Regions from separate parts of the Sus scrofa genome. Here region 2 is linked to region 1. Evidence: chromatin contacts called from public promoter capture Hi-C data. All regions are on one chromosome and are shown on one strand. Each heading gives the region's core, a stretch centred on a gene start, on an enhancer-like site or on the middle of the called end of the contact. The rest is flanking DNA. Distances are from core to core; before and after follow the strand shown. Region 1 overlaps TARDBP (TAR DNA-binding protein 43). Region 2 holds the start of FBXO44 (F-box only protein 44).

What was found. Promoter capture Hi-C pulls out the DNA fragments that hold promoters and counts their contacts.
Region 2: a promoter capture Hi-C map of liver shows a contact between it and region 1, with 5 times the contacts expected there. The contact joins the promoter of FBXO44 here to the enhancer-like site in region 1. A contact is called at or near these places in 2 of 5 promoter capture datasets (fetal skeletal muscle and liver), 8 of 47 Hi-C or Micro-C datasets (alveolar macrophages, embryonic fibroblasts, mesenteric adipose tissue and 4 more) and 1 of 2 datasets of contacts at active chromatin or transcription factors (alveolar macrophages).

What each region holds. Positions count from the first base shown.
Region 1 is chr6:71,224,196-71,227,055 of Sscrofa11.1, forward strand. All of the region lies in intron 7 of TARDBP (TAR DNA-binding protein 43), which reads left to right. It overlaps MASP2 (mannan binding lectin serine peptidase 2), which reads right to left. Exons shown (of 10, transcript NM_001163648.1): 10 at 442-1,963. The coding sequence ends at 1,200. Among named protein-coding and RNA genes, the nearest start is that of TARDBP, 12 kb to the left of the region's middle. Within about 2 kb of position 1,511, at least 1 of the 83 cell types and tissues checked has an H3K27ac peak or open chromatin away from gene starts, as enhancers often do. A contact at or near this core is called in liver, where this site is marked.
Region 2 is chr6:71,745,815-71,748,696 of Sscrofa11.1, forward strand. FBXO44 (F-box only protein 44) reads left to right here and starts at 1,396. Exons shown (of 5, transcript XM_021095338.1): 1 at 1,396-1,605. It overlaps FBXO2 (F-box only protein 2), which reads right to left and starts at 1,451. Exons shown (of 6, transcript XM_021095335.1): 1 at 1,329-1,451. The coding sequence starts at 1,350.

The sequences.
Region 1 (2,860 bases), core at 261-2,760:
TGGCACGGTTTCAGTCTCTGGCCCCAGGAACTTCCACGTGCCATGGATGCGGCAAAAAAAAAAAAAAAAAAATGCAATTAATATGCACAGGAAGTTAGAACTCAAAATTTTTACATACAATGGTTAATCTGGCTAGAATGAAAAACTTTGTTAAATGTTAGCCATTAAAACTTTTGAGAGAGGAGTGGACAACTAGAATGAGAGATTTTTAAGGTTAAATCAGAGCTTAAATATTCTTAGGAAAAAACATGTTAAGTACTACTTAGAATTCAGAAGATGTATGTGATAATTAGAATAATTTCTTGTTGAATACTAGCTAAGTCTTTTGATTGTATACGTGAGTTCTATATTCTGCTGTTGTATGCTCTGTGATCTATTAAGTGCGCCCAGCTATTTAATTTAGGTCATGGTAAGAAGGAAAAAAACCACTACAGATTTCTAATACTTTTCATGTTGTATTTCATCTTATGGAAATGCCACATTTGATTGAATTGTCGCCTGAATTTGTACATTAGGTTATTTCCAAGTGCTAGGAACATCCTCACTAAATTTAAAACTTAGCATTGGAATTACCAGTTCAAAGATGATGAATGCTTTTAAGACTTCTGAAATATATTGCCAGGTTGTACTTCAGAGAAAATTCATGTTGTCTTCAACAGTGTGAAATAGAGCTGTTCCATGTTCTTTTTTGTCTGCTAGTTTGATACGTGAAAAATTACAGTATTGATTTTAACGTAGAAATCAGTCCATACCCAGCCTAGGCTAAAGTATCCAATTTATCTAACCCCAAAAAACCATGATTCAGGGTAGTTCCTGAACCAATACTGCTGTGATATGTAACCTCTCAGAGGTCACTAAATCCAAAAAACAGAATAATAGTTAATATGAACAGGCAGTTTACAGAAAGGCACAAGGACAAAAAGACACTGGACTTTGTAAGTAAATACACATTTAACCAATGAGCTGCTATTGGGTTGGTAAAGGTGAATATCACCTCACTGGTTTAGGTCCCCTTAAATCAAAGAATAAGCGGTGAAAACCCAGCAAGTTGGAGAAGTACCTGAAAGGCAATCTCGCCTATACTTTGGTTTGGTTTTGGAGTGGAATGGCAGCTGTCATGTTAATGTTTTTCAGGTCAGTTTGCTGCTAAGGTCTTTAAAGATGATTTTTTAAAACAAGGGATCATTTGTTGATTGGATTTAAAAATTATTAATTATGTTGTTGATCCAAGGAATATAGTTAATGACTTTTGTGTAGACCCCATATTGACCTGCTTCCCCACAATTAGTGGAACTCCAGGACACTATTCCTCCCACAAACCACTTCTGTGTCTCATCATCTAGAAACACTAATGCTCCCCCACTGTCGCCTTTACAGCTGTCCTTGCCCCCACTTTCTAAACCTGCACAGAGCATGTTATCAGTTACCCGCACCCCTGGATCGGACTTCTTTTCAAAGGCAGCAACACATTTCTGGTGGTCAACAATGGGCAGGTCAGCAGACATTAGATTTCTGGCAAGAAAACCCCTTTGGGTTAATCCCCATCCAGATGCAGTCCCAATGTCATTTGTCCTCATGAAGGATTCGGCTTCTTTTCTTGGCAAACAGATAGGCATGACGTTGCTATTGATAACAACTTTGTCCTTCAATTTAATCAGTGCTATGTCGTTATCATACCCAGCATTGTGAGTATAACCTTCATGTATAAAAATGGCCTCGGCCCAGGCCTGTGTATAATGAGGTGACAGTCTCTTCAAGACACCCAACCTAATGTCTAGGGAGGAGGCATCTTCTTTTTGTTTATATACAGCATGAGCAGCTGTTAGGATCCAGTCGTCAGATACAAGTGCACCTGCTGCCATAGTTTCACCAAATAGCAGGACTTGCCAGGGAAAATCCCCAAGCTTTGCTTTTTGTCCTCCGTATATACGACCTTCTGTAGTACGGGTTGATAGTCCACAAACTGGGGGAAGAAGCAGATGTATAGAGCCTTTATAGATGTATAGAGCCTTTTTCTTCAGTTACTACCACTTTGGGGTTGTGTGTATTTACTGTCAGCTAAAAATTGTATCACATGAGTCGTCCACCTATACATACAGGCAAGTGAGGCTGCTTAAAACTGTTTAAAGACCCTATAAAAACATTTGCTATTTCTTAGCTCCTCAGAAAATGAGGTGTGTGAAAATTAACTTTTATAAACTAATTTGTTTTGCTAAAATAATTTGGTCTCACAATTGGGTAAATTATTTTAATAGGGCAAACAGAAACTGTCTGAGCTGATGTGCATAGGAAGTAAAAGGAAATGACTTTTTCATTGCTGCTTTTTCCTGCTTGTAAAATTGGGGGTATTTACCATATATATAGTTCTGGGACGGCAGAAACTAAGGTCATTGTCACAAGATTTGCAATATTACTTTCGCCTTTGAACATTTAAATGTTTTAAAAATTACAGTGTTGCAGTTGTAGCCAGGAACCTTCAGGTTCAGAAATTATTTTCTGTCCAGTTGATTGTTCCAAACACTAGAATTTACTATATATGTTGCTAAGTATACTCATTAATGTTTTCTGTTGTGGCAGAATAAAACTTAGACATGATAAGCTAAGATAGAGTTTAAAAAAAAAAAAACTAAGCCAAGTAACAAAGGGGTAGTGAATATATTACTACCTTTCTGATTTTTAATCACTAACTATATTTTAACAGCCAGTTCTGGTAAAACATTTTTTTAAGTACTATTAAAGGCAAATTGCATTAATGTTTAAAAACTAGAAGTCATTGAAAACAGTTGCTTAGGGAAATAATGAAGTTATTAGCTTTGGGTTTTAATAGCATTTTTATAGAGAAGAAAAGTAACAGAAGAAC
Region 2 (2,882 bases), core at 146-2,645, 520 kb after region 1:
TTTTTCTTTTTGGCCACATCTTTAAGATGTGGGTCTTTATCCTTCCCTGTGCAAGGAAGAAACTGAGGCCCAGAGAGGCTTACTGGCTGCTCCCAAGTCGCAGGGCAGAGCAGTGGAAAGGCAGAGAGGAAAATGCCTGCCCTGGAGCCACGTCACCTGCCCATCCTGCCGCCCACAGCTCTCTGGGGAGTTGGGCTCAGTGTCCTCACCTCTCCACCCCTCCCCCTGCCCTGCCCTGCCCTGCCCTGCCCTGTCCTGCCCTGGTGGACACCTGATGCTCCCCCGAAAGGTGCACCTCGCCCGGTCCCCTCTCCTGGCCCCAGGCCTGGCATTCAAGGCCCCAGATCTAATTACAGGGCCCCCCACCCCCTCTCAAGCTCACACAACTCCCTACATTGTTGCCTTCGGGAAGTTATCTGGCCCCTGGAAGCTGCCTCCAAGGCTGATTCACTTGGCCCTGGGAAAAAGCAGGAACCCATTCTGGGGCCCTATAAAGGGTGTGGCAAAGGGGCCACAGATTGGGAGCAGGGGCCGAAGGAGCTAGGATTTTCAGGGATGGGGGGCGGGGCGGAGGGCTCGGGTACCTGCGTGAGCATCAGTTTGTTACCTCTGCCTCCCCAAGCAATGGCCACTCTCAGGTAGGCCTGGTGAGCAGGGAGTGTGGGGATGCTCGAGCAGCTCTCTTTCCCACCCTGACTCAGCAGACAACCCCTACAGGCCCAGCAGGGAGGCAGGGGGCCTTTGGTACCAGAGGAGATGACTGGGCAGTCTCAAAAACCGGAGCATTGACTACAGGCGACGCCCCCAGCCCTCCCGGGTCCCCACTGGGCACGCAGTCACCCAAATAAAGGACAGCCCCTCCAGATAACGGATCCCAGGAGGAAGGCTAGGATGGGATGGGGAGAGGCTAGTAACCCCAAGAAATCCACTGGGATTTAGGCAACTCAGGGGCCAGAGTTGGCAAACGGAAGAAGCTGATGGAAGAAAGAGGCTTGTGGCTTATTGCATGCCAGATGGGTTCCAGACCCCGCGGGACAAACCCTCGGGAAGCTGCGAGGAGGCAGGAACGTGGCATTATTCGTATGCTATTTCCTGGGTCTCCCTCCTTGCCTGCCATCTCTTGGGGCCTCCCGCAGACAGAGGGCTGTGCTCTTTTGAGACTGTCTCAAGGGCTTTGCTTGGGTGAAAGTGTGCCGCGCTGGGTCGGGGCGGGAGGTGGTGAGGGGGCCAGGGGTCTTGGTCTCTGATGTCCCCTCTCTGCAGTACTCGCCCGCCTGCCCCGGTCTCCCCTCCTGGGTTAAGCGAGTGGATCCGGCCGCAGCGGCTACCTGGGTCACCGTCTCCGTCCATCGCTGCGGAGGGCGGTCGCGAGAGGAGGAGGAGCCGGAGCACTGCGGGGCTGTCCGAGTCCCGCGGCGGCGGCGGCGGCGGCGGCGAGTCCAGGCGCTGCCCGCGTCTGGGTCGGGTCCCCGCCGGCCGCGCCTCTTAAAGGCCCCCCCGCCCCCCGCCTTTGGCCCTGCGCCCGGACGCCCAGCAGTCCCGAGCGATCAGCCGGAGGCCTGAAGCTCTCGGTTCCTTGGAGGACCGACAAGGAGGCCAGGAAAGGTCAGGGGTCGGGTTTGGTTTTTGTGTTTTAATGGGGGTGGGGGGAGTCCGGTTCGGAACGGCTCCCAGCGCCGCCCTGGGCTGGCTGCTGGGAGGCGGCGGCGAGGGAACAGGGAGAGTCTGGGTCAGGCGGAGGGTGCGGGGCGCGCCGCCCAGGCGGAGGGAGCGAAGCCGAGGCTCCTCCTGGCACCGCCCCCACCTCGAGGTAATTTTCCTACCTCTGCGGGGGGCGCGTCCCAGGACTCTCGCTCCCCGCGCCGCTGGGACCCGGTCGGGCGGCGGAGGCGGGGCCGGGGCGGGGCCTGGAGGGCCGGGGCGGGGCCGCACCCACGGGCGACCGCAGGCCGAGCCCGGCTCAGCCCCGGCCACCGAGCGGGATCGCACAGCGGCGGCCGAGTGCAGGTGACCTGCGGGAGTGGGCGCGGGGCGCGGGCGCGGGGTGCGTGCGGGGGCCGGGCGGGCGGGCGGGCGGGCGGGCTCGGCGTTTCCCGGCCCCGCCGCAGTGCGCAGAGGGAGGCCTGGCGCCGACAAGGCCCAGGCCGCGGGGTTGCTCGGCGCGGCCTCGAGCGGCGGCGCGGGCGCGAACCCCAGCTGGGGTCTCCATCGATGCGCAGGGGTCCGAGCCTCGACTTTGGGGGACATTTGAAAGCCACAAGGCGGGATGGGAAATCCAAGGCGCGCGCGGTGGGGGGGCACCTGGGGCTGGAGCCCAGCCACAGCGGTGGGAGTAAGGGTATAGGAAAGGCCGTTCCCCATCACTCACGCCTCCTCCAGTCCCAGCCAGTTAGATCATTTCCTCCGCAGAAGGTGGTTTGAGCGCTTTGGTCCTACGTCAGAGACAATGGTCATTATCCTCCCCCCACACGTTCTCTCCCTCGTCCGTTTTGAGAATGGGAGAGAGAATGCAGAAGGCACCAGAGAGGCTGCAGGGCTGCGGATTATTCCCACTCTAAAGACGGTCAGGCCTATTGAAAAAGGCTGGCTCTAGGAGTTCCCGTCGTGGCGCAGCGAGAACCAATCTACTAGGAACTATGAGGTTGCGGGTTCGATCCCTGGCCTCGCTCAGTGGGTTAAGGATCTGACGTTGCCGTAAGCTGTGGTGTTAGGCCAGAGAGGAGGCTCGAATCAGGCGTTGCTGTAGCTCGGCCTAGGCTGGCAGCAACAGCTCCGATTCGATCCCTCGCCTGGGAACCTCTCTATGCCGCAGGTGCAGCCCTGAAAGGACCAAAAAAAAAAAAAAAAAAAAAAAAAAGACTGGCTCTAATGGCTCTAGACCC